Linked DNA regions of Mus musculus: region 1 is linked to region 2. The links are chromatin contacts, called in public Hi-C maps. All regions are on one chromosome and are shown on one strand. The core of a region is the stretch at or near the end of the contact, and the rest is flanking DNA. Distances in the headings are between cores, read along the strand shown.

Region 1 (5,353 bases), core at 257-2,756, 330 kb before region 2:
CGGTTCTCCTGTGAAACAGAAAGACCACAACCCAGGCCCCACTGGCAGCAGCAGCACTCTCAGACATCCCCTTGGCAAGCCTTAGGCACTACTGTATTGGAGGCAGCAGGAACCTATGTGTGCAAGGTAGCATGCCTACTGTGGATGGGACATATGCTTCCGAGTATGAGGAAGGAGTGCCCGCTGTGGATATGAGGAATAGCCCTTTACTGTGTGCAAGGCACTGAGCCTGCTGGAAGGCATGCACATTCACTGGGAATGACTAATAAGCACTCACTGTGTGTGAGGCACAGTGCCTACTGTGTGCAGGGAAGCATGTCTCCTGTGAATGAAGCTCTAGGCCCAGGATCAGGGCATAAAATGCATGGTAAATGGCTGCAGTTGGCATTCAGAGATCTCTCATCACCTCCTGGATCAGCTGGCACCTGCTGCTTAGAACATGGCCCTTGGTTTCATGTTTGCAGTAGCAGGAAAGCCCGAGAACAGCATAGGGCAATGGGAAGTCTCTCTGCAGTCTTGCCACAGCATGGTGAGCAGAGCAAAGCAGAGAAAGGGCTTCTCAGCCTGCCCCTGCTAGACTTGAGTTCTCAATCCCTTGTCCTAAATTAACAGGTTTCAAAGAGATGGCCTCTATGCTGTTTCTTCCCTAATGACCATTCTTTCTTTCTTCTCCCTTTCCTCTTTGGGATATCCTGGACTGTAGGCAGCAAGGTCCCCCTCAAGGTCCTCCAGAGTGACTTCTATTGGTCTTGTATTCGGAGTATGGGAGGAGCCCTGTAGGTGAGGCCAAGTGGGCAGGAGGAAGGCTATGCAGAGCAATGACTCCAAAGGCATCTCTGTTGGCAATTTCCACCAAGTTCATGGTTCCAGTCAGAGGGAAGCAATAAGACCTTCGGCTTTGTTTTCAGTATGTGCCCAGGAGAATTAGGAAGCAAAGGCAGGGGTGGAGCCACAGCTGGAAGGGAAGGGCAAAAGTCATTCAGGCATTTGGGAAAGTGTCACTTTAAAATATGAGGGGACCCCCTCAGGCTTCCAGGCAGGGCCAGCCCCCTGCTGATGTGGAAAGGGGCTGCTGGAAAAGAAAACCCACAAGTAGCGGGAATAAGACTCCGCCAGCCCAAAGAGCCTCATTTGTTTTGTTTTAAGAAAGGGAAGAAAGAGAACTGCTACTCTAAGGCTCCCGCACCCCTGCACACACCAACACACAGGAAGATCATGCATTTGTTGGTGTATGTGAACACACACAGAATTCACCTTCATGCTTAGACATGACACTGGCCCTGTTGCCCTAGAAATATGGAACCAGCAAGTGTGTGATTCTGAGTCTCAGTCAAAAACTGGCTCCCGCTAGGGTCGAATGATCAAATTTCATAAGCTGACTTGGACCAAAGTCATGTGTGTGGCTCTTATAGCCCAAAATTGTTCTTTTTTTCCCCCTCTAATATCTACCAAACAGAACAATGAGGGCCTTTGAAATTCCCCAGAGACCTACTATTAAAACCACAATTTACAACTGCACCATACCATCTAATGTGTTAACCAGGTGTTCGGTGTTATTGTTTGAAACTCTACCTTGGTTTAAATCAAATGAAGAAAAGCCAAAAGTCCAATTAAAACCCACATTGCCTCTTTATCGAGGGGAGGTGAAAGACATTCATTACAGAGTTAATGGCAGAAGTCTCATAAAATGCTAGGCCATCCCTTTTTCTTCCAAGTTCTGAGTTCTTGCTTTAGAGTCTCACAGCTCGCTGGCATTTCCTGTTCTTAACGGGGAATTTGGGGAGGGGGGCACTAAAATAAACCTAAGAATTTCTGGCTTAATTGTTGTAGCATGTAGGACACTCTGGCAGAATTTGACAATTGAATGTTGTCACGGGGTATTAAGATCCTGCAGTGGGCCCATTTAGGCGATTATTTCATAGGCTGTCCCTTTAATACCTTCCAGGCTCTGCCTGCATCCTCCCTGCCAACATGTGTCCATTGTATTTAATACATCAATGACAACAAATTTATGTTGCTAAGCTCAGAGAGAGAGAGAGAGAGAGAGAGAGAGAGAGAGAGAGAGAGAGAGAGAGAGAGAGAGAGATGGGGGGGTGGAGAAGCAAATCCCACCAAAAGCCTCCCTGGATGGCCCTTGCAGACACTGACCAAGCAACGTGGAATTCTGCTGTCTTCACGAGGAGGTAATGACTTCCAGACTTAAAGTGCCTGTCTTTGTCTTTGGTCATTTTTCACATTCCAGCTTGATCCCAAACTGCCATGTTCCTTTGTGCCTGTGATTTTCTACTTAGATGTCATGGCCACCTCCCCTCCTGTCATTGCATCTTCTCTGAGCCTTGATTCTGACTTTTCCTGCTGTTCCCCACACATGCTCCTCGCTCATTGGCAGCCATGCCTGCATCGCCTGGAAGTGTCTCGCCCAGTTCCCGTCGACTCTTCTTTTTATAAAGGACTGAGAACAGACAACAGGATTTTTTTTTCCTGGCCTCCTGGCTGCTGTACTGAAATAAATAAGATAATCTGATAAATCAGATCCATTTTTCTCTTTTCATAGACTTTGTGAAGCTGGGGGGGGGGGGGAGTCAGTTACACCACATCTGTTCCCTTTTACGCCTTATTTAAGAAAATAACTCTTGCCAGATTTTTACCCACCCATAATAATTACACCATTTTTACAGATGTGGTTTTTAACAGCTTCATTCTGGCCCTGAAACTTTTATACAATTTGCAATGAATTTGCTTCTTGGCTTGCACTTTGTTATTAGCTGGCAATAAAGAGAGGGAGGTCAAGGCGTCTGTTGCCAGAACTGCACCTTTGATGGGTGTTTCCCTAAGCCAAACTCCGAGAGCAGAAGTGGCCACTGCCGTCCCCTCCACTCTGTCAGCCTGAGAAGATGCACTCCAGAGCTGTCACTTGAGCGCTGCTCTTGGCGGCTCTCTCCCCTCATTGCCTTACTTTATCTCTTTCACTCCCTTTCTGAGCCCTAGCCCAGAGTCGGACTGTTCAGAGTCTTTGGATGCTGCCCAAGAAACAGGGATTGCCTTTTCATGATACCCAGTCTGAAGTTGAAGGCCCAAGTGAATGCTTCCCAGCGCTCGTGGCCTGACATTGACTTTAAGAGGACAAGTAGGCCATATGAATAGTGTTGGTTTGTGCCCTCACACTATGTACCAAGTGAGTCACATACAAAACCAACTAAGGATTGAGTTCAAACAAACAAACAAACAAACAAACAAACAAAATGCACACTGCAGGGGGATTCTGAGAGCAGTTTGGGAATGCTTCACAATGCTGGGATGTTAGCTGGAGTCCATACCCAAGAAAGATAGCAGACAGAGTATCACGACACAAGACAAGGAGCTTGTCAAACCATTGAGTTGTTCCATGGTCTGGTAAAACTTGGATGGTGAATATGATTGTCCCGATGACAGAAAGGTCCATGGCAGAACAGAAATGCTCAGCCTTTAAGTATCACAGGCTGGCCATATTGGTGCTTAGTCCATTCTCTTGTCTTCCCTGAGTACTGTATATTCTGAGAGATTCCAGCCAGAAGAAGTTGCAGAGCATCTGCAGCCACACAAGCAGAGGTAGAAAAGCTCAGAGTGCCTGCCAAGTGTGTGTGATGGGCCCCAGCTTCCTGAGAGCCACTGAAAGACAAGGTCCAGTACAAGCAAGCAAGACCAATAGACCATGGGCAGGAAAAGCGACACAGACACATGGCACCTGGACCAGCACAAGTCCCCTCTCCCCAGTCACAGGACGGTGAAGCCTGGACAGCTGACTATCGTCCCCAAGGATCCTCGATGGCCACAAAGTGGCCTGGTTTTCCCATTTCCACTGGATTACATTCATGTTTTCTTCTCTCTGTCTTGCACTGTATCAGCACAAGTATGAAAATTATTTGTTTTCTTGTGCGTGCTTGTGTGTATGCGATTCCTGCTAAAACAGAACAAAAGCAAGCAAACAAAGCTCACTGTAGAACCAGACTGTCCTGAGCTGGGGAAGATGGAGAGGAAGTGGTTTGTTGCCCCAGAGATGGGATGGGGGCAGAAGTTAACTTAACTCCCTTTCACGCAGACATATTTTTTGATCTATTGATCTTGGTCCTTTGTAAACACCCTTGGATGTGCTCTCTGTTAGGTAATAAGGGCTTTCTAAGACGCAGACAGGTTTTCTGTCTAACGTCTGCACATAGAAGACATGCAGAACTTTGCATGGAATTAATGGTTTTCAAACAGCTTGGAGAAAGGTTCACTGTCCTCCCACATGTGACTTCAGTGAGAGATGGAAGAAGACAGTTGGGTAGGGATAGACCTCAGTAGAAAAGTCTGTAGGAAAGATCATAGAAGCAGGGAGTAGGCAGCCAGGGGTAAGCAGAAGCAGGGCCCCCTGAGTAGCCCAGCCTCCTCAGCCATGACACCCCTACCTTCCCAGCCTGCCTCTGGTCTGGAATTTGTAAGGGTGATAATTCTCAGTCTTCAGTCGACACAAGTGAGCAGCAAAGGCCAGGCAAACCCAAGCAGTGAGCCCCCTCACTCAAAGCCCAAGTTTTGTTTTATTTCTCTGCAGTGAAAGGAAATAGTAGCCGGGCGTGGTGGCGCACGCCTTTAATCCCAGCACTTGGGAGGCCGAGGCAGGCAGATTTCAGAGTTTGAGGCCAGCCTGGTCTACAGAGCGAGTTCCAGGACAACCAGGGCTACACAGAGAAACCCTGTCTCAGAAAACAAAAAAAGAAAAGAACGAAAAAGAAGAGGAGAGGAGAGGAGAGGAGAGGAGAGGAGAGGAGAGGAGAGGAGAGGAGAGGAGAGGAGAGGAGAGGAGAGGAGAGAAGAGAAGAGAAGAGAAGAGAAGAGAAGAGAAGAGAAGAGAAGAGAAGAGAAGAGAAGAGAAGAGAAGAGGAAAAAAATGGAAATGGTTCTCGAAAGCAAACATACCAAGCTCTGGCATGGTTTCTGTCCTTAGATCCCACTGATTGCAAAAGGACCCCAAATCGAATGGAGTCCCAGGGAGGATCCTGGGCTTGGCTTGTAGAGTTCCTAGGCACTGGCCTAGCTCAGGATACCCCATGGCAAATGGAAAGATCCCGCTTGTGCAGCACTCGCACTCAGGCTCGTGGGGTGTGGTTGATGAACAATATCCTCTCCTCCCAGTTTGTTCTGACAGAAGAGAAGAAGCACAAGTATTAGGTAAGAGCAACCTGGGGACCCAACAGCCTGGGTCATATAGTATAAAGAGGAGTTCTCTCCAGGGTTTCTAGAAAACTCAAAGATGTGGGGAGAAACTCAGCTAGCCAGCCTCAGAGCCTCAGGTCGGGACTGATCCTCCCTGCCACTGAGCTCAGCCTAGGCTGTT
Region 2 (5,840 bases), core at 2,819-5,318:
ATGTCTTTATCTTACAAGTTTGTTTTTCTTAATTTATACAAGCTGCTCCTATATAGCCAATATCAACTTCCTCTCTTGGTCTCCTGAGCTCTGACATTATAGATATATGCCACTGTGCCTGACTAGTTTTGTTTTGTTTGTTTGTTTGTTTGGTTTTGTTTGTTTTGTTTTTAACTTTTCCATACATTTCTTTTTTAGTTTAAAAGTTACTAAAGCTATTTTCCCAGTTGTCTTAGTTTTGTCTCCTGTTGTAAAAACAGCCTAACAAAGGCACTTTAGAAAGAAAGACTTTGTTTTAGTTCACATTCCATGCTGCAGTTCATCACTATGGGAAAGGCAAGACACAAGAATTTGAAGCGGCTAGTAACATCCACAGTCAAGAACAGAGAGAAGGAATGCACACACGGTGGCTCAGCTCACTTTCTCCAGTCTTATGCAGTTTGGAATCCTCTGAGTAGGGAATGGTATCACCCACAGTGGGCAAGTCTTCTCATTTTGATTAATGTAATCAAGATAATCCCCACAGACAGACTAATATGATCTAGACAGTCCCTCACTTAGAATCTCTTCCTGGATAATTCTACATTGTTTCAAATCAACAATCATAACTATGACAACCCCCCACCTCTGGTTGACTTGGCACACAGATGTCACATAACCATAACTTTTTACCGCTTCTCCCCAAGGCTGTGTGTTTGTCTCATCATGTTAAATATAGCCCAACTCTAAAAGTCCCCACAGTCTTTAAGAAATCAAACATTTTAAAAATCCAACATGAGTTCCTATAAAGTAAAAAAACAAGTTTCATACTTTCAATATATAACAACATAAAGTAAATATTCTTACTCCAAAAAAAGAAAACCTGGGTCATAGATAAGACTTTAAAAAAAAAACAAAAAAACAAAAACAAAAACAAAAAACCTCCAAATCCAGCAGAACAAATCTTGCAACTTCCTGCCCAGTATCTGGAGCTTGTAATGTAGTCAACTGGGTTCAAAAGTAGTTGGGTAACCGTACTGTCCAGCACGCCTACTGCCCAGCACGCCGCCTGGCACAGCTCTCCCTCTGATTCGCACTACTCCTCACATACAGGTCTCCTAGGCCAATGACCCACAGCTCTGACATCTCCAATATTCTGGGGTCTGCAACTGAAGGTTTCACCTTCACAACCTCACCCAGCAGTTCCTCCGGGCTCTCTGTGGGGACCCAACCCTTCCACACAGTATCTGGCCTCTGCTGCTCTCCTGACTGAACCCGCTCAATCTTGCATTTTTCACGTGTTCAGAACCAGTTCCATACGTGTAACACAACACTGTCAACTTCTGCTGCCAGCTCAAAATGTAGCCTGGCCTGCTTAGACCACAGCTATATCAATTTCTGTGTGCTGACCCTAGGGAAATACTTTTGGGGAAGTGGGGCAATGGAATCCTTTAACTTAGGCTTTTTTCCTTGAAAGAATTTTGAATCTTTTTTACACAGTAGATCCTCTGATGAATGAGGTTTTGCTCTCGGGGCACCTCTCCCATTCTTCCAATGCAGCTCCGGAAACTCCTCCACAACGGTGCTGATCTCTCTCCTTAATTACAGCAGCTTCTTCAGCACCATCTTGAATATCATCCTGCTAAACAAATCAGCCCGTCGTCTCTCAATTCAGCTTCTCTGGGTCACAGGAAGCAGGTAGAATGAAAGCAGATGCTTGACAGAAATATCCAATAGAAGGTGCCCAGCTCAGTTCCTGAAAGAGTCCTTAATTCCCTCTGAAACCTCGTGAGCCAGGCCCTTGCTGCCCACATGTCTCTCAGCAGTCTTTTTCTTCTTTGAGCAGCCCAGGGAGCTCTGTTTCCAGGATTTAAAGACTTATCTACCCAGTGTACAAAATTCTTCCTCATTCCTCCTCCAACACAGTTCCAAAGGTTTCAAAACCACACAGGTTTATCATAGAAGTGATCCCATGTCTTGGTACCAATTTCTGCCTTCACTTTGTGGCTGTGGTAAAATGCCCTGACCAGAGTAACTTAGAGGTGGAATGGCTAACTTCAGCTCACAGCTCCAAGCTGCAGTCCATTATGCCCAGGAAGTAGCTGGCGGGCACCTGGTGGAGTTGATCATACGCACAAGATAAAAAACTATATGTAATGGCCTTTCAAATTATATGATGTATTAAATGGTCTTTCAAACTCAAGTCCATGATTTTTATGTTCATTTTTAAAATTTTGGGGTGCGCATGTATGTCTGTATCTACACACGTCCACGCTAAGCAGTGAAGATTACAGGAGTTGGTTTTCTCTTCCTACCCTCAGGGCTTCCACAGACAAACTCAATCATCAGGCTTAGTGGCAAATGCCCTTACCCACTGAACTCTCTCACTAGCCCAACTTTGTCTGGTGCTAGGAGACTCCTTTATACTGCTCGGTGATGGTTCTATCTGCTCCCTTTACTGAGTGTTCTCCTTCAGGGCTGTCTAGTATGCGTGTTTGTTCTCACGCCCTGCTGCAATTTTCTCTTTTGACATTTTAGTCATAAGATCAGGAGTCTGGTTCCCAGCATCCCAACACCCATGTCAAGCAGTCTACTGGCCTCCATGGGCAACTGCACTCAGGTTCTCATATAGTACACTCAAGACACATAGACATAATTAAGAATTAAATAAATATATGTTTTTTAAGAAAAAGGTTTTAAAATGAAAAATAGGAACTAGAAATGTTCTGGAGTTTTCCGCTCCTTATTCACAGAAGGTTTCAGAGAATTGTCTATGACACATGGTGTTCTCCATGTGAGGCCTTGTAGGAAAAGGCTTATTTTTGTCCTATCATTGAGTTTGTCCGTAGTTTGCCACTAGACAAACATTTCAGCCACAAGATGAGGATCCGAGGGAAAGTTTCTCTAAATGTGTGGTTGGGTTGTCCCAGCAGCACACCACATATGAAGGCAGCTCTAGTAGGATCCTTCTTATGGGGCTAGGGTCAGGGCCTGCTCTTTCTCAGGCTCCTCCTGAGTGCTTGGGAATCCCACACTTCCAGGAAGTGACTGTCCATTCTCTGCCAGGCTGGTGGGGTCCAGATGTGCTCTCTGTGGTCTCCTGGCTAGCAGCCTCTTTGCTCAGGAGCATCTTCTCCAGGAATCTCCCTGGGGATCTCTCCTTCCTTAACCAAATGGTCTCTCCTTGGTCCAGGTTGGCTCTTCAGTCCACACTGTCCTCTGTGCAGTGCGGACAGCATGCCCTGTGTTTGCCACCCGTGTGTGCTATGGTGGCCCCCACTCCACCCTTGAATCTTTGCTGCCTTCTCACTTTTTTGGTCCCTGCCAGGGAATGCAGGTAAAGAAGGATAGATGTGGTAACTGTGGGGGGTGTGGGGGAGACTACCAACCTAGCTGAGAAGAAGGGAACAAGGATCAAGGGAGGGGAGGGGACAGGAGACAAGACTGGGCTGTGATCCCCACACATAGGAGAGGTCACAGTTGTTCCTAGGCCCTAAAAGCCACTGATACCCCCACCCACCCACCCTAGAGGCGACTTGGCCTAGTTCTTCTAAAAGCTGCTGATCTCTAGAAGCCTAGGGAGAGGAGGCTCCAGCCTTGTCCCCTGGGGGGCAGGCTCCCAGTTTCCAGTCCCCCGAGGCTGTACTCCCCAAACTCAGAGTGGAGTAGGCAGAAGTTATCAGGCTCTTTGGCAACACCTTCTGGCCAGATCCAGAACTCCACCCACCACCTCGTGCTTCCTGGGGTCACTAGAGTCTGGACGGGTACTGCTCCTCAGCCTTGCTCCCCAAATCTATAACCGTGGTTCCTTCTTATAGGGAGGACTCGCTAATGCAAGCCTTGAGGAACACTCTTCTCCTGTCCTCCCAGGCTCAGAAGCTGTGAAGGCAAAGCCGGGTACTTTCCATATCACAGGGACAATAACATTTCTTTGAGACATTCACTGACATCCAGAGACCAAGCAGACAAATATGTACTTCCCCGGCGCTTTCCCGCTTTGCCTTTGTTTTCTAAAGAAGCCCTTGTTGTGTGTGACTGATGGGAGGCAGTGCGTGGGAACGCCTGTAAATCTGCAGGAAGGGAGCTGGGAGGGCAGCAGCATTCTTTATCCCCGCTCCCCATCGATCGCCTCTAATGAGCACCAGTACAGCTGAGGCTAATGGTTCTGCGTCTGGTGTTAAGGGCAAACGTGGGAGAAGATTTTCAACCCAAGGGGCTTAACAGTTGCTGGACGGCCTGGAGCCCTCGGGGCGAGGACGCACTTGAGAGGTCACTGAAGCAAATGAGGGGAAGATTTGGTGCCTCTGGAAGAAACATGCAGGAATGGGTTTGGGTCTTCTCCCCTCCCCCTAGCCCCCCCTCCTGCCCCAGTCCCCAACAGAGACTACAGGCATCAACAAAACCCTCACCTTCTCTTGCTAGTTATTAGTCCCTGACCCCAGCCCCATAAGAAGGCTCCTACTAGAGCTGCCTTATCCTAATTATGACTCATCAGATGGCAGCAATCCTACCCAATTACTGGGGCTTAAGCCAGGGGCACTTCACAGACTGAGGTCCAAGCCCTGGGTGAGCCAGGGAAGGACAGACAGCTCCTGCTCCAATGCCTTTGACCCTGCTCTGTTCCTTACCTGGGGGTCCGGGCTGCCATTTGTTATACTTGATATTTCTTCCTCTGTGTTGCCTGATGCCCCCGACCTCGAAGATCTGAGAGGGGCTAGATGAGTGGCCATAAGAGGGACAGAGGCCAGTGACCTTCAAGGGACAACTAACTGGAAGATCCTATAGAATGCTTGCAGTCACATGTTAGCATAGACAGGGGGCCACAGGTATTAGACAAGATGAAAAACCAAGGCTGCCAAATGCCTTCCGGGCTCAGGCTCTCCACACACCCTGAACTTTAATAGCATAATGGAGTCATTGCAGTTGAGAAAAGAACCCTGAGCCAGAAGGGAGAGAGGGTGTGCTGAGGGTGGGGGATGAGACAGCAACAGGGGCAGGGGAGGGGGGATATGGTGGGAAACACATCCTCTGCTCTGCAAAATTGCCCAAACCACTATTTATTTTAATGTTGTAAACAAGCAATTTGAATAGTACCCTAGTTCCATAATAAGTAATGTGGTAATGTGATATCCTGAGGTTACAACAAATTATTTATTAGGGTTTTTTTTTTATTTTAAGGCAGCATCTTTATAGCTAGGAGATTTCCATGGAATTCAATCACTAAAAATGTGGGTACAGATATGGCCCCTACATTAGGAGCACTACCCCTGACACATAGATTTCTATAAAGCTGCTATACAGCTGCAGAAGGGTCTTCAAAAATAGTTACCCAACAAAGACCACACTCTCCCAACCCACCCTGTGAGTGTGTATGTGTATGCACACGTGTGCACACATGTACACACACACACACACACACACACACATGAACTGGGCAGAAGAAAAAAAAGAAAGAACCCCAAGTCCAGAGCTGGCCTTCCCAGAAGCCTCTGAGTTGAAGGCTGTGCACCTGAAAAAGTATGGCTTGGCCACGTTTAGTGACACTGAGTAGGGTGGCAGAAAAAGCAGGAGGTTTGAAATCAGTAAGTTAGCTAATTGACAACCCAATCATTCATGTCCTCGGCTTTCTTTTCTGTAAATAGCATGTGGAGACTAGAGGAACCCTTAAGAAAAAGGAAGGAAAAAAGAATATCTCTATGGTTAGAGTCCAGAAGTGTTTGCTTCGGCATTTCTGGGACCGGGTCTGGAGGGTGTCAAGTTTAATGAAGGCTGGGATCAACTTTCTCAGGTCAAAGATCAAGAATTGCAGTAGCTTTTTGTACCAGGGAAGCATCAAAGATAGGGGCTGTGGTGGCCACCAT

What was found. A called contact is a pair of places that touch in the nucleus more often than the background predicts.
Region 1: a Hi-C map of nephron progenitors shows a contact between it and region 2, with 2.3 times the contacts expected there. The contact joins two enhancer-like sites. A contact is called at or near these places in 1 of 484 Hi-C or Micro-C datasets (nephron progenitors) and 1 of 115 datasets of contacts at active chromatin or transcription factors (embryonic midbrain).

Annotation. Positions count from the first base shown.
Region 1 is chr7:136,210,309-136,215,661 of GRCm38.p6, reverse strand. No RefSeq gene overlaps it. Among named protein-coding and RNA genes, the nearest start is that of Gm36737, 31 kb to the right of the region's middle. Within about 2 kb of position 1,506, at least 20 of the 459 cell types and tissues checked have an H3K27ac peak or open chromatin away from gene starts, as enhancers often do. A contact at or near this core is called in nephron progenitors, where this site is marked.
Region 2 is chr7:135,887,374-135,893,213 of GRCm38.p6, reverse strand. No RefSeq gene overlaps it. Among named protein-coding and RNA genes, the nearest start is that of 6330420H09Rik, 36 kb to the right of the region's middle. Within about 2 kb of position 4,068, at least 34 of the 459 cell types and tissues checked have an H3K27ac peak or open chromatin away from gene starts, as enhancers often do. A contact at or near this core is called in nephron progenitors, where this site is marked.